Regions from separate parts of the Mus musculus genome. Here all the other regions are linked to region 2. Evidence: chromatin contacts called from public Hi-C and HiChIP or PLAC-seq data. All regions are on one chromosome and are shown on one strand. Each heading gives the region's core, a stretch centred on a gene start, on an enhancer-like site or on the middle of the called end of the contact. The rest is flanking DNA. Distances are from core to core; before and after follow the strand shown.

Region 1 (4,754 bases), core at 1,732-4,231, 130 kb before region 2:
TTGTTACTCTCACCGGTTTCTAGCTGAGGACAGTCATTACTGACAAACCAGGACCTTTGAGCACAGTGTCCTTCAAGGCATGAGGGATGAGAGCCAGGCTGCTAGATTTGTCTCTCTTTCCTCTGCCATCTCTGATGGGGAAACTGGGGCTCAGAGAGGCCAAGCCACCATCTCTCTCCTACAGTTAGTGTGGTTGGCTCCTGCCATGTTCCACATGGGTAGGTGGGCCTGACCCAGGCTTTGAGGTACTGGAGTGCTGTGGGAGCCATGGGGAGCTGTGGGCACCTTGGTGACCATACTACCCCAGCTCTTCTCTTCCTGAGGGGTCCTCTACCCTCCAACCTCCCCAGTTCCCCTCTGCTCCTCATTGTCTCCATCCCCTGAGATCCCCCATACACTCTCAGCTCAACAGTGACCTCAGCAGGGGTCCCGAGAGGCTCTTTTCCAGAGCACAGCCCCTTCTCTTGCAGCTTCGGGTCCATGGCTGCTGGAGTCTTGTCTTCACAAGGCCAGCAGCTTTGTGGCTAGCTTTCATCTTGCTCTGGGACAGTGGCAAGAGTACTAGGAGGAGTGATTGGATGGGTGGGCACAGGCCTGGCTTCCCTTACACAGGCGTCCTTCCTGGGGGTGGGATGACCTGAGCTCTCAGTTGTGGACTGAGGATCTGTCAGTCGGCTGAAGGACTGGAACTCATGGACAGGGCCCCGCCTCTTGTAGCACAGGGAGATACGTTGGGGGTCTTTGAGCTGACTGTCCCATCTGTGTCCAGGGCCTTTCCCTTCCTGGCAGACTGGAGGTCTAGTCCTCCTCCTTCCTTGCAGGTGGAGATGGCCCTAGCCCCATCACAGTAGAGGCCAGCGCTTAGCAGGCCAAGGTGGTGAGCTTGTGAGTGTGGTTCTGAGATCTCCCTTGCAGGCTGAGGGTGCGTGGGGGAACTTGGGAGAGGCCGAGTTTTCTGTGCTTTCTTCAAGAGCCTCCCTCTGCAGGACATGGGGACAGCATGTGGTTGTTGAGTTTTGGCTTCAGGTTCAGGGCAGACATGGGCCTCACAGCTTTGAAGCAAGTCTGTGTATGTGAGCCAGGCCCTGCGTGCGTGATGGGACTGCCTCTTATTGGTGAACAGAAGAATAGGGAATGCTGGCAGCCAGGCAGGTAACAAGCCCGGCAGGTGGGCTTCCTCTCTGGTACCTTTCTCCCTTTGTGCAGTTCTACAAGGCAGACTGAGGGAGGAGGGACACAATGTGGAGGACATGGAGAGGGGGAACGGGGACAGTGACAGTGACGGCTGGCTTTTCTGTGGGTGTCTGGCTGGTGACCTTTCGGAGAAGTAGATTCAGAAGTGACTGCTATTTGTCGAGGTGCAGTTCAGAGACATCAGATGGAGTTGCTACCTCTGTGAAAAATGTCAGGCCCCTGCTGTCCCTGACTGTGGAAAGTGGATGCAGCAGGATCCAAGCTGAGATCTGACACCCCCTGAGGAAGTGTGTCCTCAGAAAACGCTCGCATGTCTACTCACTTGTGGAGATGATAACCAGTGGCCTGTGTGAGTGTGTGTATGTGTGTGTGTGTGTATGTGTGTGTGTATGTGTGTGTGAGTGTGTGAGTATGTATGTGTGTGAGTGTGTATGAGTGTGTGGGCATGTGTGTGAGTGTGTATGTGTGTGTGAGTGAGTGTGTGCATGTGTGCCTGTGGTATCCAGTGACCTATTAGTGTATGAATGTGTGCCTGTATGTATGTGTGTGTGTATGTACCAGTGTGCCTGTGCATACGCATGTGTGAATGAGTACATATGTGTGCACCTGTGTGTGTGCACACTGTCTTTCTTTCTCGCTAGACTCCTTCATCAGGGTTTTGTGGAATGGTCAGAGTAGAAAACAAAGTTTCAACTATTTTCTTCCAAGAAGTATTTTTGGGAAAACTATGACTGAGACAGTAAGAGAACTGGCACCAGGTTGGGGTAGGGTCCGAGGATTTGGTGGCTCTGATGCCTGGCCTTGCTTCCTCTCCAGAGCAGCAGAACCCTTTGCTCCTTGGCAAAGCCCTGAGGGGCTGAGCCCTGGTTGCCAAGGCCCTGCTGCTTCAAAGGCACTCTTTGGCTTCTGCCCCCAAGGCCATCTGTATAGATCGAACCCCGCAGAAATTTGTCACACATGGGTTTGCCACAGGCTCAGCCTGCTGGAGCTTCACTGTGGTCTCCTGTGCCTCGATGTGCCCTGATGTCCTGATGCTTAAACTCAGACTCCAGAGTCCCTCCCTGCCATTTGAAATGTGGAATAAACCCAGAATTTCTTGAGCAATAGCTGGTACACAGCAGGTGTGCATGGTTTACAGCAAGTGTGCATGGTGCACAGCAAGTGTTCATGGTACACAGCAAGTATGCATGGTGCACAGCAAGTGTGCATGGTGCACAGCAAGTGTGCATGGTGCACAGCAAGTGTGCATGGTATACTGCAAGTGTGCATGGTACACAGCAAGTGTGCATGGTTTACAGCAAGTGTGCATGGTACACAGCAAGTGCTCATGGTACACAGAAAGTGTGCATGGTACACAGCAAGTGTGCATGGTGTACAGCAAGTGTGCATGGTGTACAGCAAGTGTACATGGTACACAGCAAGTGTGCATGGTACACTGCAAGTGTGCATGGTACACTGCAAGTGTGCATGGTACACAGAAAGTGCTCATGGTATACAGCAAGTGTGCATGGTACACAGCAAGTGCTCATGGTACACTGCAAGTGTGCATGGTACACAGCAAGTGTGCATGGTGCACAGCAAGTGTGCAGTCAATGCTGGCTCTGTCTGTCTGTCTTTGATAGTGACTGGCCAGGGTGCACATCCAGATTCCTGGAAGCTTGGCCTTGTGGAAATCCTGAGACTCTGGGGAGGAGCCAGGTGCAAGTCCTGTCTCCCCAGCTGTGCTGAGGAAAGGGCCCTCTGGGCCCTTGGGGGAGTGTGTAGAGGGCGGCGGTGGCAGCGGCAGGACATCAGAGGCCTATGGTGAGATCAGGCTGTGTGCCTTCCTGCAGGAGGGTTGCTGGGATGGCTCTGTGGTCTCCAAGGATCACAAGCTGTCACCTGATAAGAGCCCTGCCCTGTCAGCCATCTCAGCAGTTACTCATAGTGCCTTCTGCAGAGAGCCACAGAACCTCGTCTTTAAAGAAACTAAAGCCCAGAGCTACCAGCAGGGGCTGCAACCTTTAGGGCTGGAGGTCAAGGACAGGACAGGGACCTTCATATGTCTCTCAGATGCCCTTTGAGGGAGACTGAGTCTCCAGGAGCACTGGCCCACTGCAGTGACTGAAGTAACTCTATGAGACCCTAGTACCTGGTCCCAGTGCCCCAGCCCAGCCTGGCTCCCTCGAACCCAGCCTCATCTGAGTAAGTGGAAGGGATACACAAACCCAGGCCAGCCCCCGGTTAGTGACCACCACCATTGTCCAGGGATGGAATTAAACACCAACTGGGGTAGTTTTGGATGAATGCTAGATACAACAGAGATGCCAGTGGGCAGAGAGGTCAGGATCCCTTTGGCAGACGCCGTTGATGGAAGGAGGAAGGTCTTGATGCCATAGTCTTTGCTGGGTGTGGTTCTCTACAGGAGGAACAGAGAGGACCTATGCCCACCATGACAGCTTACCCACAGAGTCTGGCCCTGGGGTCCATTTCCCTGTGCTCAGGTTTTCCCATACTCATTCTCTGGGCTGGAAACCCTTCCCTCTCCTTCCCTCTTGCCTCTTCATACCCATGGGTCCTTGCATCCTGCCCCCTTTGGCTCCTCCTTTCCCTTGGCTCCTTCCCTCCTCTTCCCCCCTTACCTATGCCCAGCACTTGTGGTTTGGTTGAACATCTCCACCCCTGTCCATCTTTCTCCTCATCTCCCCCCACTTCTCTCTCTCCTCATCCCCCATCTCCCCCCCCCCCCAGGGGAGGTAGAGCTGTGCTGCTTGCAGCTGACCCCACCCCCCACCCCCACCCCAGAGCTGGTATGGCAGGGTGTTCTGGAAGGGTAGGCAGGTCCCCAAGTCCCCAGAAGAGCTGCCGCAGAGGGGAAGATGGTGGGTGGTGGGGACAGTGGCTTCTCCAAGGACTCAGGGACACCCTGGGGGCGACTGGGAATTCTTTCCAGAACACCAAAAAGTCAGTCCTCTTCAAGTGTGCTGCTGTTTAAGGGGATATCTTTATTTGGGATGTTTACAACCATATTCCTATGAATGAAATTTCCCAGGGATGGTTAGCTTTGTCCATGTGACACAAGCTAGGGCCATGTGAGATGAAGGAACCTCGACTGAGAAAATGCCTCCATAATCTGCCTGGAGGCAAGCCTGTGGGCATTTTCTTGATTGATTAATTAATGACTGATGCAGAAGGCCCAGTTCCCTGTGGGGGTGTCTTCCCTGGGTAGGTGGTCCTAGGATGTATAAAAAAGCAGGCAGTGTAAGGCACGAGGAGCAAGCACCCCTCTGTGGCCTCTGCTTTGAGTGTCTGGCCCCAGGTCCCTGCCCCAGGTTCTTCTCTTGCTTTCCCTGATGGACTGTAACCTGTGAGCCAAATAATCCTTTCCTCCCAAGTTGCTTTTGGTCATAGTGTTTTATCACAGCAAGAAATCAAGCTAATATTACCCATGAAGAAGGGGTATGTGCTTGTGGACCCCAGAAGGTTCACTTCAAGCCTAGTGCGGAGAGACGTCCTGTGCAGGGAGGTCTGGACCACAGACTCACCTTGTGGACATCTCACAACCTGAGTCTGGGCCTGAG
Region 2 (4,859 bases), core at 842-3,341:
CACACACACATGCACACACACATGCACACATACATACACTCACACATACACATACACTCACACATGGAGGGAGGGAGAGAAGGAGGGAGGGAGGGAATCCTTGGGCACCCACATGTTCACCTTCTATTCTGTGGGGCTAAGCTGTATTTGTGCCTGTCTGCTCTCTCTGTGGCAGGCTGTGTTTTAAGAGGACACTTACTCAAGGGTGTCTTTGTGACCATAAGATGTTCCAGACACAAAGAGAATTTGCCCTTGACTTTTGGTGGATGTTTTAATAAGAACATGGTATCCTGGAAGGACTGGGCCAAGAGATGCCAACAACTGGGGGATGCTTCCACCTTAGGTGATGGGAGACTTAACACTGGCCTCAGCTTGCCTTTCAGCCCAATGCCTGCAAATCACATGGCCGCCTGAGCCTCTGAGCCCCTGCTGTTATTAGTCTCCCCATTTTTCTGTGGGAGTACATGAGGCTCAAAGAGAGCCCTGTGCCATCTCTAGAGCCACCTGGTTTGGAAACAGCAGAAAGCAGGTCGTGAACTTGTAACCCCAGTGCAGAAGCATCTTCCCCAAGGACCGGGCCTCTAAGTTCTTCTTATAGCAACTGGGATGGGGATGAGTGTGGGGTGCAACTGCCCCCTTTACAGAGGGCTTGCCCTGTGTGGGAAACAGCCTGCAAATGCAGAGGTCCAGGGAACCCCAGAAACGCAGCCTCCTGTCTGGTTCATATGTCCAGCCCAACTGCTCCCAACTTCTCTCTCCATCCACCAGAGCAAGTGACACTTGTCTTAGAGCGTCTCTAGGACAGCTCCCTGTTCTGACACCTATAGAAAGGCAAGAGGGGTGGCAGCCAGAAGTCACCATCTGGCATCCTACAAGCCTGCAAGGAAAGCCAGCCCCAGCTGAGATTAGGACCAGATTATGTTTGAACTTGAACCGTGGTTCCTTCTCATGGTCTTTGAGGACCATCTGGAGAAAGCCAAGAAGGAGAGAGGAGACACAAAAGGCTACACACACCATCGCACACGGAGCCAAGGCTCAGCAGGTGCTATGTTCCATGCATAGCTGTTGAACTGCTGGGCACCACACTAGGACTTGCCTGGGAGGAAGGAGTTGTGTGGGGGGCTACTGGGATCTATAGGCCCGAGAGCAGCTAGAGTCAAGCTCTTGGAAGCCTGACAAAAGTGTCCTCGTGGCTCACACTCTGTACAGTGCTTTGTCACCTCTTCACAGAGTGAAACGTGACTTGTGTGGGTCACCTCACCTTAACGGTGAGTCACACCTGGTTCTAGTCTCTTGTGACTATCCCTCAAGGGGCAGAAAGTCCACGAGACGGTCATTTTTAACCCTTTTACTGATGGGACTGAAGAGACTCAGTGAAGAACCCCTCGTGATGCTTCTGGGCTGCTCTGCAAAGCCTGTGCCCACTCAACCCAACCTGCCATTGGGTTGGGTTGAATCCCATTGGTAGTGTCTTTCTGACCTGGAGCTTGGCTCTGGCAGGTGCTGTCTGACCCTGTGACCACTCGGACAGACTCAGTCTTGGCATTAGTGGGAGCATTTGCACACAACTCCGTTGCCAGTTTGCAGGCCATGCTGTTTCTGGGGCCATAATTTCATTTTTAACTAATAAGGATGTTAAGATCTGCCTCATGGGCTACAGAGGTCAGCAGCAGGTGCAAAGGCCCTGAGGTAGCTTTTGGTTCTGAAAAATGAACTAAAAGGAGCTGCACACATGCACACACATGCACACACTTGAACACACACACAAACATATACAAACACAAATATGCATGCACACACACAAACTTGTAACACACATGCACATACACACATACATTCTCTGTCTCTGTCTCTGTCTCTTTCACACACACACACACACACACACACACACACACACACACACACACACACATAGTTTCTAGCTCCTGTGGATTCAGGGTAGGTCTACCTGCCTCATCTCCTAGGGATTTAGAAGCCCAGAGTGCGTAGATCTCAGATCTCAATTGATCGGCCTCCTGGGTGAGCTGTCTGACACAGAAAATGTGTCTGTGAAAACCCAACGATGCCGGAAGATGCCCTTCAGGTGCCTGGGCTGACCCGGGGAAACCACAGACAGCAAGCTGTTGAAAGGAGACAGGAAGCCACTCCGTAGAGACACCCCCACCCCCACCCCAGCTGCTGACAGGCTGAGTGGAAGTGAAGAGGCCTCGCCTGTCGGATTAATTAAGGGTGGCGGTCTCATTAACCGCCGGCTGACCTCGGAAGCGCAGGCCCGCTGGGTGGGCAGCACGGTCCAGGGTCGTTAATGGTGATGTGTGTGGACTCATCAGAGAGACAGCCATCTTCCTTCAGGCCTGGCTTCAAACTGAAAAGGCCTTTGGCCTCTGGCTCTGCATGGTTACTGGTTTATGAACAAGGAGAGCCTAGCTATGGGGCTCAGAGGGGCCCCTCTGGGGAGCATGAGAAAAGGGCTTTACCAGCTACGGTCAGGTCTGCGATGGTCCCAGAACCAGCAGGGGGCTGGAGGACTGGTCCACCACATGGAAGTACCCGTACATCTTTTCTTCCAGTCTCTCTGACCTCTTTGTGGTACTGGGTATCGGACCTCGCGCATGCCAGGCAAACAAGAATCCTGCCGCTGAGCTCTCTCTCAAGCTTCCTTGAGTTTTAAAATCGAACATCTCAGGCTTTTGGATCCTTGTGCATGCTCCACATAGGTCCACACTTTGTGGTACCATCTGTAGTCACTCACTAGAGTTCTGGGAGGCTGGCCCTGTAGGGGCCCCATTCCATGGGTGGGTTGACTTAGATTCAGGACACACTTAAGTCGGGCCAGAGACAGATGCAGAGCTAAAGCCACCGTGCTGGGCTTCACGGCTATGACTGTCTGTGAGAGATAGGGTTAGCCGAACTTCCTGTTCACATGAGCTTCCAGATACATATGAGAAGATCCAGATAGACCTTCATCAGCCTGAATTGGCCTAGCAGTTATGTCTCTGCCTGAGCCTTGCCCTGTTCTGCAGAAAAACCAGCATGGGCCCTCTGTCAGAAAGCATCCTTTGAGAACTAGTGAAGAGGGCTGAGTGGGGAGATGGGGCCCGCCCACCTGCTGGTTTCAGGACTTCCTTCTTGCTTAAATCAAGTGGTGTTTGTTTGCATTTCAGACTGGGATTTCATCCATTCGGAGTTTCAGTTAAAGCGCACCAGATCTGGATCTGTTAAAATAAATTTTTTTTTTGTTTGTTTTTGTTTTTTGAGACAGGGTTTCTCTGTATAGCCCTGGCTGTCCTGGAACTCACTTTGTAGACCAGGCTGGCCTCGAACTCAGAAATCCGCCTGCCTCTGCCTCCTGAGTGCTGGGATTAAAGGCATGCACCACCACGCCCAGCAAGGTTTTTCTTCTTAAGAGAGGGTTTGCAGTATAAGCCTCCAGTTGAACCCAGGGTGAAGAAGGGTTGCCAGGCAAAGACCTGCCTGAACCCACCTGGGCACCAGGCAGACCTGGCTTCTCCTTTCTCAAGGCACCGGGCCATTGGCAATCTAAACTCTCCACGTTCCTCTCTGGTGGCCACAAAGAAGATTTAGATAGAAGTCATGGCAGTTTGTGAGAAAGATTTTGCTCTCCTGAAAAAGGTTATATTCTCAGCCTTCGTATCAGGAAAACACTGGCCGCTTGCTTCCAACTCATGGGGCCATCAACAGGAAGTAGAAAGAGACAGAACTGTGGAGATGGGGACATCTGTCCGGCTGGTGTTGGCAACCCATGCCCAGTCAAACAGGCTCCAGCTCCAGGCTCTGCAATCTGAGAGAACAGTGAACTTCATTTGTTCAAGGTGTCAGTGTTAAGTGGGGGTTCTTTTCCTTGGAGCCTACAGGACTCTCGTGAATAGTAAGCTACAATCTAGGAAGTACAGGTTATGAAAAATGGACACCCCTAGCCCTCAGAAACTTGCCATGTCAGGGTATATAGGATGTGGTACTTGTTTGAGTTGGGGTAGCATACTCACACCAGCTGTGGGTTCAAGACCTTAGCTCCTAGAGAGACCAGAAGTAGAGTTAGACTCCATTTACTTAGTGCCCTGACTTCTCTGGAGCCCCATTCTGTTCTTTCCACCTGGTGAGCTAAGAAGTCTTACAGGCAGTGCCTTGGGGTGCCATGAATCTCTGAGACAGCTTCTCATAGCTCAGGGTCAAACCCAGTGGGTCAGAGCATGTCCAACAAGCTCTAGAGTGGTGCCAGGGGTCCACACACTGAGCAGAAAGGCTGTGGGGGGCAATCAGCAGCCTGGACTGCTCTCATGGGTAACCAGACCTTGTCCTGCCCTGAAGTCAGAGTCTTGCAGACACTCTGAGTTTTGACTTAGCTCCAAAATGCCTGCATCCCACGTGACTTAGCTTATAACCCACTACAGCCCAGCAAGCCTTCCAAATATGCTTTGCTGAGTGGCCGGCTACCTTGGTTACCCAGGGTGGAGACTTCCAGATGTGGCATGTTGAGTATGTAGCCAGTCCCACACTGTCACAGACTGTGCCATTATATGCAAGGTGAAGCAAATGGTCCATGGCATCAGAATTAGGTACACACTGGCGATTGGCCCAGCACACACACCAATGAGAACCTGGGTCTACAATCCAAGAGTCAATAAAATAATCAAAACACATTAAATATATTAGTATTAGCATTAGCATTAGTATTCCACCTCCTACCCACCTTGGTCTTGTTACTGCTCTGCAGGGCTGGAGAAAGCAGGGTTCTTACTCCCCAGATGCAGCAGCCAAGACAAAGATGGGGACAGAATGAGGTCATAGGCTCTGGGCACCTCCTGTGTTTGGGGACCTCCCCCTTCCTTCCAGTAGCC
Region 3 (4,943 bases), core at 2,225-4,724, 240 kb after region 2:
AGGATCCTGGGAAGTCTCAACAAAGACGGGGAGCTAAGAGGAAAGGGGAAGTGGTAGGCCTGCAGTTTCATGCTCCTCGGGGCACTGGGAACAAGACACAGGATGCAGCATGGTTAATTTGGAGGCAAAAGTTGCTTCAGCAGAACTGAGGGTCTGCCCGTGTCCTTGGCAGCTGTGAGGGGTCTGAGAAGCCACCTGTGTTTGCAAAGCAGCAGGAGCAGGCTCAGTGTCCCAGGACTAGGTGACAGGTCCTGTTTTGGCCACCAACCATTGAGGCTAAGAGCAACAATGGAGACAGAGTGTTTACAAGTGGGTGTGACAGCAGCGCTCACACCGGGAAAGGCATGGGTCTATACCAATGGTCCCTCTGCCTGGGGTATGATTCTAGCATCACATTATTCCCTAGGTCCAGGCTCTGCACCATGTCCCTTGATCAAGAGCACTCTCCTAGAGCCAGAACTGGCGGTGCCTACCTGTAATTCTAGCACTTTGAGTCGGACTAGGTGGCTTGTGCATCAGAGCCAGGGGCAGGTGCATAGAGAGCCAGCATGAGCTACTGAGTGAGACCCTGACTCTAAAAACAAAAAGAAAGACCTTCCTGAGCCTAAAGTGAGGTCATTTTTCCAACCCCACCCCCCACTCCCATCACACACACTTGTGCCCTGGCACTCACCCCTCCTTTCATCCCTCCCTTTCAGAACCTCCAGGTGTGATCCCCTGTTTTAACCCAGCTACAAATGTGCCTGGGCGACCACCCATCTCCAGCCGCCAAGAGCACTCACCTCTTGTAGGGTGGAGGCAATATGGACACTGAAATAGGGATGGATGGATAGATAAGTGGATGGGTGGGTGGGTGGATGCATGGATGGATGGATGGATGGATGGATGGATGGATGGATGGATGGATGAGTGAGTGAATAGATGGGCAGGTAGATGAATGTATGGGTGGGTGGATGGATGGATGGATGAATTAGTGGATGAATAGATTATTAATGGATGGGTAGACGATGGATGGATGATGGGTAGGTGGGTGGGTGGGTGGATGCATGGATACATAGAGACTGGTTGGATCCTATTATCCAGACAAAACACCCAAAGTTTCACCTCACTGGTTCTAATCTCCTTGATGATATGATCACAGCTACCTTTTCAGCCCCAGATGATTGGCACACACAGATCTTAGCTAAAACATCACACAAATGGCCTCCAGCTTCATTCCTCTCTGAAACCTTGTAAGCTGGGCTTCCCCTGTGTACAACACAGTCAGTACTCCTGTCTGCCGTGGCTCCACAGAAAGGGCCATTAAACTTCCTGCCCACAGAATCCCGTGGCTTTTCCACCCCTAAGTCTTCCATGTTCCTCCCCTCAAAAAATATATGTGGGGCTGGAGAGATGGTTAAGAGAGCTTGCCGCTCTTGCAGAAGAACTGGGTTCAGTTCTCAGCACCTCTGTGAAAGTTAACAGACATCTTTAACTCCAGTTCTAGAGGATATGGCGCCCTCTTCTGGCTGCCCCATGTACTGCACACACATGGTGCATAAACATACATGTAGGTAATGTGCCCCATGCACATACAAATAAACAAAGCTTCTTTAAAAATTCAGACTAATTACAGCAGTAGCCCCACTTCCTCAGTACCAACTTCTGTCCTGTCCCATTTCCGTTGGTGTGATAAAACGCTCTGACAAAAACCAACTTAGAGGGTAAAGAGCTTTACTTCAGTTTACAAATTCAGTTTGCAGTTCATCACTGTGGGGAAGTCAAGGCAGGAACTTAGAGCAGCTCAGCACACCACACCCATCATTAGGAGCAGGAGAAATGACTTTATGCTTCCTCTCTTGCTTGTTCTCTGCTAGATTTCTCCATTGTCACAAAGCTCAGGACACCAGCCTAGGGGATGGTGCCACCCACAGTGGGATGTGTTTTCCTGCATCAGTTAGCAATCAAGGCAATTCCCCTACATACATTCTCAACCTTATCTAGATAATCTTTTATGAAGACTTCCCAGGTTGTGCCAAGTTGATGGCTAAAACTAACCATCCTAAGTAGCTTAAACCAAATAATCTATTTCACCTCTGAATAATAAAATCCCAGAGGAAGGAAGCTCAGACTCTGCAAGACACCTAAAAATCACTAAAGACCAGATCCCCTCTCCCTTAAGCTCCTCTATACTTAATACAATATTTCTACTTCATAATCCAATGTTGCTGCTGGTGCTCCAGCCATCAAGTCCCCTTCCCAGGTGCCAGGAAAGAGAAGTAGATGTGGAAGAAATTTTTCTGGAAAATAACACACATGACTCCTCCACTTTTGCCTTGCTGGTCACCACTTGGGCACAAGTTCATGTGCTTAGAAGTTAAAGAGTAAGGATTCTACCCCCCCCCCCAAAAGATATGGGCCTGATACATAGTGTGGGCAGCTGGCATCTCTGCCTGCTGCTTGCTGACTGACCAGGACCAGTTTGGAAGTCTTTGGTTCATCAGTGCAGAGGCAGGGGCTGGGTAGGTTCTTCTTCAATAGACAAGAATGCAGTCTGGGTCAGGCCAAGCAAGGCCTGTGGAGAACTCAGAAGGGATGAAGGAACATGGATCATGAAGGTGACCAGCCCAGGCCAGGGGAAGGGGGCTCAGAGGAAGGGACACTTGAGAGGACAGGAGGAGAAGATCCTCCCAGGGACCAGGGAGGGGGAAGCTCACAGTCCCTAGCTCAGTAGGGTGCTCTGAGCCTCCAGGTTCCCACCTATGACCAAGGAGCATTGACTGCACTGTAAGATGTTCTGCAGGTTGCAGATCTAGCTCGCAGGTGGGGCCTCCATAAACAAAACATACAGCCCGGAGACTCTCCCCTCCTTCATACACCCCAACTGAGAGAGACTCCAACGGAGCCTAGGTCTGGGGGCATTTTGGGATTGTCACAGCTGCGGGGGGGAGGGGGAGGCGGCTGTGAATGCCTTATCTTAGAGAACAAACCACCACATCTAACAGAGCCAGAATCTCCAAAGCCTGCCCACACAGCTATGGGGGCGGCGTAGACTCTCCTCGCTCCTCCCACTGGGTCTCAGAACCATCTTTGTCTCCTCCCACTGTATCCTAGGACCCTTCCCTACCCTCCCACTGTATCTCAGGACCCTCCTGTCCCCTCCCAGGAACCTCCTCTCTCCTCCCACTGTATCTCAGGACCCTCCTGTCCCCTCCCAGGAACCTCCTCTCCCCTCCCACTATGCCCCAGGACCCTCCTTGCTCCCTCCCATTCTTTCTAAGAACCCTCCTCTTCCCTCCTACTGTGGCTCAGGAGCCTCCTTGTCCCCTCCTATGGTATCTTAAGACCCTCTTTGTCCCCTCCCACTGGGTGTCAGGACCCTGCTGGTCTCCTCAGAGACCCTGAGCCCATTCCTTGGCTTTGTCTCCGGAATCTAGCTATCTTCTCCTTCACAAACACCCACAGTGACTCAGGCTTTTTGTGAAGTTCGACAAACTAAACTTCTGTGTCCTTATTCAGTGCCAAGCACGTAGCGGCCATCCTCCCCCGAATCCATTACCAGTTAAAGCACAGCTATTATTTTTACAGCCGTGCTCAGAAATGGCTTGCAATCTCTAATTTGCTAAATTGATGTGTATATTGACTAAATAAATATTCGGCACGAAGCCCGCGTCCCCTCCACACTTATTAATCCTCGGGAAATGGAAACACAAGACACGAAATGAGCTTCTGCTCGGAGCTGCAGACAGGAATACATTATGTTGTTTTCCTGAGTGTTCAGGGACTCGCATCGCTGCAGCAGAGACCAGCCAATCAGCAAGCTCCAAGTTTTCCATGACGCACTTGTCTGCCCAGGACGTGCCCAGGTTGCTAAGGCTCTTCTGAAGTTTAGAACAAGAAACTTTTACCTCTTGAGGGGGGGGGGGTGAGGGGGAAACAGCTTTAGAGGGGGTGTTTAGGGGGTTTATGCCTTCAGTGTTTGCAAGAGAAATCAGAACGACTGTCAGGGCCCACAAGAGTCTCTGGCAACAGCCTCTACCCTTCCATGGAGATATTAGCTTCCTTGGCTTGGGGGAGAGAAGGCAGCCCCGTGGGGAAGGGGCCCTGACCTTGGTTGCTAAGCCCCTAGGTTGACAGCTGGTTGCCATGGTGATGCTCATTTGATTCTTTCCTCACTGGGGCAAGGCCCACTGTGAGCTACCACTCTAAGCTGGCTTGTGCCATGGTTTGCAAGGAGCCCAGCGTTGGGAAAGAAGCACTACAAACAGGGAAGTGAGTGGGCCCAGCACTTCCCTTTTGCTCAGCTGGAAGAATGCAGTTCCTCAGGTGTGAACATTGCATCTCACATCCCCTTGACCCAGAGCAGAAGCTTCCTCCCTGGGCAGACTCTGGGCCACTCCAAAGGGGGCATAGGTCCACAGTCTTCCTCTGAGACAGGCCTCTTCCCTGTCCCCAGCTGTGCCCTGGAGCAAGTGCCATACTTTGTTGAGTCTGTTTCTTGATGGCCATGCTTGAGAGTCATGAAGGGATTGCCATGGCAATGCTCCCAGCACCTGACCCATGTAGGTTGGCTGCCACCAAAGTCAAGGGGCAGACATCTGCATTCAGATGAAGTCCAGGCAATAGGAATAGCCAGTGCAAAGGCCCTGAGGACAGCAGCCTAAGATGACAACAGAGAGGCAGACAGTGCTGGTCACACAGTCCTTTGGCTGGTGGGAAGAGGGATTGCACCCCAATGTAGTGACAGGCACAGGAAGCTTGGAGAGGGTCTGTCTGAGTCTCAGCCTTCATAGTCTCAGGCCCCACTGCAGCCCTGTGGAGCTCATTCTGATCAGCTTGGGGGCTCAGGAGGCTGTATGAGTTCTGCAGAGTACGCAATTCTCCCTCAAGATACCATCTGACCACAAGCCATTAAAACAGCCAGCACCTGCAATTGGTGAAGACATGAACAGAGGCCCCTTGGC
Region 4 (4,664 bases), core at 2,149-4,648, 170 kb after region 2:
AAATCACGATGCCCCCCTCTAAGTCTCGGACTCTCACAAGGCAAAGGCCTGTCCTGGAGAGCTGCGGGGACAACCCTGAAATGACAGTGACCCCTGCTCCCGCCCATTACACTCAATGTTGTCAATAGCTGTGGGAAGATTCTAGTTCACTGACTCTATGTCCACGCGAGTTTAACCGAAGCAAGGCCAGCTGGGTGCAGGGGCGTGAAATTTGAGTCCCTGTGTTCCCGGGCCTGGGCAGGTCAGTGGTGCTCAGGTGAGTGTGGCACAGCCAGGGCCTCGAGGACAGACCTGTCAATGTGAGATTGTTCTCTGCATCCATGCATGCAGATTGAAGCGGGTTGTTGATGTCCCCTGTTTCCAAGAGGTACTCCTCACTTGTGTCAATCTGCCTACCCAGTGCAGAGGCTCCTGCATGTCTTCACCAGTCACCCCAGGCCACTGAAGCCATCCCCCCGGGGACTTGTGACTCAGGCAGCAGACAAGTATCTTCCTGAGGTATTGGGAGTAGTGCCGTTTAAAACTAGGGCACTGGCATGTCCTGTCTAGGCAAGAACTGCTTTCTGCCTGGTCCTGTGGCCACATCCTCGCCGTTCTGAGGCGCGCACAGGTGAGGAGAGGCATCTATCTCTCTGAAGGCACTAAGCCTGTTGGATCAAGGCCCCAATCTTAGGACCACTGGTAGCCCAATCTCCAAGTACAGTTGCTCACCGCGGGGGGCAGAGAGGAGGGTCCGGGGTGGACACCAGTGTACAAATGTTGAGGAGACGCTGGCGCAGTCTCGCCAACAGTAAGCTGTGTCTTGTAGGTTTCTTGTGAGCCAGGCAGCATGCAATCCGGTTGTTTTTTTTGTTTTTTTTTTGGATTCTCACGCCTACTGAAAAAGGGTAGCACCATTTGGTCGTGGGGTCTGGAGGTGGGGAAGCCCCAGCTTTGTAAACTGTGGGTCGTCACCCCATATGGTGCCGCATAACTGGATTTGGGGGTTGCGGAAAAAATCTGGCAGCAGGGACAGGTTTCTGAATGCGCCAAAACCAAAACTTAAACTGGGAGTCGAGTTGTTACGGATCGTGGGGGCTGCTCACGGTCTTCCTCGGCCTCACGGCTTCCTCAACTCTGAACGCAGAGCGTGTGCACTTATGCACTGGACGTGATGTCACGCCACGCGTCACCCATGGGACGGACACGGCCCGAGAACGCCTCCGCTCAGATCTGAGACTATGATCGCCGCGCTCAAACATGCCGTCTTCTGCTCTGATTGAAACAGGATAGCTCGATTATGGAAAACAAAGGCTTGTAATCTTCCCGTACTACCATTCCCCAGCACATATCAAATTAGTATATCTTTGGATTGGATCGTGTTACAATTTAAAACATTTATCTTTATTTTATGTGTGTGGGTGTTTCGTCTGTGTGTATACATTGCTCTGTGTGCATGCACTGTGTGTGTGGAGAGCAGAAGAGCGTGTCACATCCCTAGAGCTGGAGTTATAGACATTTTGAGTCACCTGATACAGACGCTGGGAACTGAACCCAAGTCCTCTGGAAGATCAGCAGTGCTCCCACTTTCCAACCCCCAACTTTTCTAAAAAGGGAGAAAAAAAAACCCACTCTAAATGAATTCTGGTTTGGGATTAGAAGAGAATTTTCAATAATTTAAAAAATGCCCTGCCTACCATTTAATGCCATTTTATAGTTAAGTATTCAGGCAAATTTGCCTTCTCGTGTTCCCTATTACAACATCAGAATATCAGCCAACTCTAGAAAGCATTGAGAAGGATGTGCCATCCTCCAGGACCACATATGCAGCCAGGATTTAATTCTTTATGTGAAGTAAATAGGCACACCTATCTCATTAGTATGCAAATTGCTCTCATACTTGATAAATAGCAACATGATACATATGCCAAAGAATTACTTTTAAATAAATTTCTTTGTGACTTATCAATAAATATTTGTGTGCTGTTTTATATACCTATATGCCCAGGGTTAATATCTTCTCTTGTACCAAGGAAATTGCCAGGTTCAGTGAGATGGCTCAGCAGGTTAAAGGCATTTGCTGCCCAGCCTGACACAAACCAGATTCAATCCCTGAGATCCGTGTGGTGGAGAAAACCCAAGTTGTCCTCTGACCTCATGTGCACCGTGCCACACCCACTAAATAAATAAAGTTTAATAAAAATTTCCTGTTAAGAAGGGGTCAAGGGTAGAAAGTGTTTATACTGGGGGAACAAGCTCTTGAAGCTGAGGCAGTTACTCGGGGCCACACATCATGGAGGTAGGAGCCAGACATAGCCTGGGAGCACCTGTAGTGCTCCAGTGCTCCTTGTTGCTTAACTGGCCATGTGTGGAGAGACTTCTGCTCTCCTCTGCCGTTTGAGCACTGCTATGGCTCCCAACACTGAGGAGAGATTGCCCAGGGGACCCTGAGAGTCTCTTTACGGTGGTCTGGTTTTGTACCATAGTGCTCACGGGCAGCTCTCAAGCTGGGCTTTGAGAGGTGATGAGAAGAAGTCCAGTTAGTTAGGTAGCATGTTTCTGGCTTGCCAGGCTCACGCCAGTCGAGGGTGCCTGCTGGACTAGAGTGCATACTGACAGACTGGCACCGCTACCAGAGGCCACCTGACAGGCCAAGTGCCTGTCACTCCTGACTTAACCGTTTTCTTAGAAGTCCTGGCAGATGGAACAGGTGGTGTTCGCAGAAGTAAGCCCTTCGTGGAAGAGTTTAAAGTTGCCAGGAGAACGAAAGCTGGAGGTAGCTGTAGTGAAGGTCAGCAGGGAGAAGGTAGCCTAGGCTGCAGGACTGGGGCAAAGCCATCAGGAGGCCACAAGTGATAAATTGGGTGGGGGGGGGGGGGCTTGGGCAGACACTGAGTAGGTGTGTTAGGCCTGCCTTCCCAGTGGTTGTCACTAGGAGCATTTGTGTGTGTGTTTGTGTCTGTGTGTGTGTGTGTCTGTGTGTATCCTAGGAGGTCAAAAGAGGGTGTCAGGTTCCCCTGAAGCTGGAATTACAGGCAGTTGTGAGCCACCTGAAGTGGGAATTCAGAGGGAACTTGGGTCCCTGCAAGAGCAGCTGCATTTGTAACTGTCAGGGTGGGGCTAGCTGTCCTTCAGCCCCAGATGGCACTGTCCACGGTTGTTGACTCTATCAGCTCTGCAGCCTTACAGAGAAGGTGCTCGGGAATCTCTGCTTTTCTCAAGCGGAAACTGAGGCTCAGCGAAGGAGTCCGCACAGTGCAGTATCACCACACTCTTGGCCACTGGGAGCGATATGGAGTTGGGATACAGGCTGCCCCTCACCACCCCCTTCTCACCACCCGCCTCTGTCCCAGGTCTTCTGAAAGGCAGGGCCACCCCCGGGTGAGCACTGAGACTCCTCCCAGCTGACCCTTGGCTCCTCAGCACGCGGCAGGCGTCAATGAGGCCCCTAGGACTGAATACAGAGCCGTTGAGAAGGGGCTCAATGCCCATTGCATTGTGCCCCAGCTTTAGAGCTGAGCCTTTTGTTCCAAAACCTTGGAAACAGAGCTCGGGTTCACTTCCCTTCTCCTGGGTGCTGAAGCCCCTGACTCATGTTGGGGGGGGGGGGGATGCCAGGCCCTTTAAGATCAGTAAGTGAGGAAAATACATGCTGGTTTCCAGGGAACACAGGCACCTCCTGGGGTGGGAGGGCATCATGAGCTACATTGTTGGCCAACACTTAGAAACTCATATCCATAAACAGACTCACACAAGGGATCTTTTGAGTATGTCATTAAGATTCCTTAAATTAAAATGGTGACTGTAGTCGGCATGGTGGCCTTGAATCCCAGCACTGGGGAGGCAAGCGGATCTCTGTAAGTTTGAGGCCAGCCTGTTCTATATATCGAGACCCTGTCTCAAAAGATAAAACAAATTATGAATGCTTCTCTTAAAAGGGCAAACAGTGGGCCTTGAGGGATGGTTCAGTGGGCAAGCGTGAGAGTCTGAGTTCAGTCGCCCACAGGAAAAAAGCAGAGCATGAGGCTTGAAAACAGTTTAGTGGTTAAAGTACTGTGTTAGTCTTTCTGAGGACCCAAGGTTGATCCCCAGCTCCTGTGTCAGGTGGCTCTCCTAACTGCCTGCAACTCCAGCTCCAGGGGGACCCAGCACCTAGATTCCAAGGTTTCCTGCACTCATGTGTGCGTGTGCATGCATGCATGCATACACACACCTACAAACACACCTTGCATGCACACACATTCACACACTAATGCAAACAGCAGAGTAACACAAAAGATAAAAGTGCAGTCTTGGCCTTTCAGAAGTCAACATTCTTTTGTTGTTGTTGTTGTTTTTGTTTTTCGAGACAGGGTTTCTCTGTGGAGCCCTGGCTGTCCTGGAACTCACTTTGTAGACCAGGCTGTCCTCGAACTCAGAAATCCGCCTGCCTCTGCCTCCCGAATGCTGGAATTAGAAGCGTGCGCCACCACACCAGGCCAGAAGTCAACATTCTTAATTCCTTTTTTTTTCTTTCTGTAAAATGGGCCTCTGTTCTGTGTCCCTTTTTCCCTGTCCGACCATGACTGCCTCCTCCCCTTGGCAGACCTGTGTGCCATCAGCTCTCAGCCGGAGTGACTTGTGCCCACATGTAGATGTCACCAAGGAGGTGATGAGACAAATCCCAGGAATGCTGTAAATATACA

The links. A called contact is a pair of places that touch in the nucleus more often than the background predicts. HiChIP or PLAC-seq counts read pairs in DNA pulled down with a chosen protein or histone mark.
Region 1: a Hi-C map of pro-B cells shows a contact between it and region 2, with 4 times the contacts expected there. The contact joins two enhancer-like sites. A contact is called at or near these places in 2 of 15 datasets of contacts at CTCF or cohesin (embryonic stem cells and pro-B cells), 26 of 484 Hi-C or Micro-C datasets (B cells, CD8 T cells, the HL-1 cell line and 12 more), 3 of 115 datasets of contacts at active chromatin or transcription factors (T-cell acute lymphoblastic leukemia, large pre-B cells and memory CD8 T cells) and 1 of 9 other capture datasets (embryonic stem cells).
Region 3: a Hi-C map of regulatory T cells shows a contact between it and region 2, with 3 times the contacts expected there. The contact joins two enhancer-like sites. A contact is called at or near these places in 6 of 15 datasets of contacts at CTCF or cohesin (embryonic stem cells, large pre-B cells and stem cell-derived epiblast-like cells), 47 of 484 Hi-C or Micro-C datasets (B cells, the HL-1 cell line, bone marrow-derived macrophages and 10 more), 12 of 115 datasets of contacts at active chromatin or transcription factors (Th17 cells, acute myeloid leukemia, astrocytes and 4 more) and 1 of 9 other capture datasets (embryonic stem cells).
Region 4: an H3K4me3 HiChIP or PLAC-seq map of the 230-238 cell line shows a contact between it and region 2, with 9 read pairs. The contact joins two enhancer-like sites. A contact is called at or near these places in 3 of 15 datasets of contacts at CTCF or cohesin (CD8 T cells, embryonic stem cells and large pre-B cells), 31 of 484 Hi-C or Micro-C datasets (the AML12 cell line, B cells, the C2C12 cell line and 15 more), 20 of 115 datasets of contacts at active chromatin or transcription factors (the 230-238 cell line, CD8 T cells, the HPC-7 cell line and 9 more) and 1 of 9 other capture datasets (adipose tissue).

Annotation. Positions count from the first base shown.
Region 1 is chr2:173,540,243-173,544,996 of GRCm38.p6, reverse strand. No RefSeq gene overlaps it. Among named protein-coding and RNA genes, the nearest start is that of 1700021F07Rik, 20 kb to the right of the region's middle. Within about 2 kb of position 2,981, at least 13 of the 459 cell types and tissues checked have an H3K27ac peak or open chromatin away from gene starts, as enhancers often do. A contact at or near this core is called in T-cell acute lymphoblastic leukemia and pro-B cells, where this site is marked.
Region 2 is chr2:173,406,958-173,411,816 of GRCm38.p6, reverse strand. No RefSeq gene overlaps it. Among named protein-coding and RNA genes, the nearest start is that of Gm14642, 15 kb to the right of the region's middle. Within about 2 kb of position 2,091, at least 83 of the 459 cell types and tissues checked have an H3K27ac peak or open chromatin away from gene starts, as enhancers often do. A contact at or near this core is called in the 230-238 cell line, T-cell acute lymphoblastic leukemia, Th17 cells and 3 more, where this site is marked.
Region 3 is chr2:173,172,457-173,177,399 of GRCm38.p6, reverse strand. No RefSeq gene overlaps it. Among named protein-coding and RNA genes, the nearest start is that of Pck1, 22 kb to the right of the region's middle. Within about 2 kb of position 3,474, at least 188 of the 459 cell types and tissues checked have an H3K27ac peak or open chromatin away from gene starts, as enhancers often do. A contact at or near this core is called in Th17 cells, erythroblasts and regulatory T cells, where this site is marked.
Region 4 is chr2:173,241,780-173,246,443 of GRCm38.p6, reverse strand. The region is part of intron 1 of Pmepa1 (prostate transmembrane protein, androgen induced 1); the gene reads left to right. Among named protein-coding and RNA genes, the nearest start is that of Zbp1, 25 kb to the right of the region's middle. Within about 2 kb of position 3,398, at least 33 of the 459 cell types and tissues checked have an H3K27ac peak or open chromatin away from gene starts, as enhancers often do. A contact at or near this core is called in the 230-238 cell line, where this site is marked.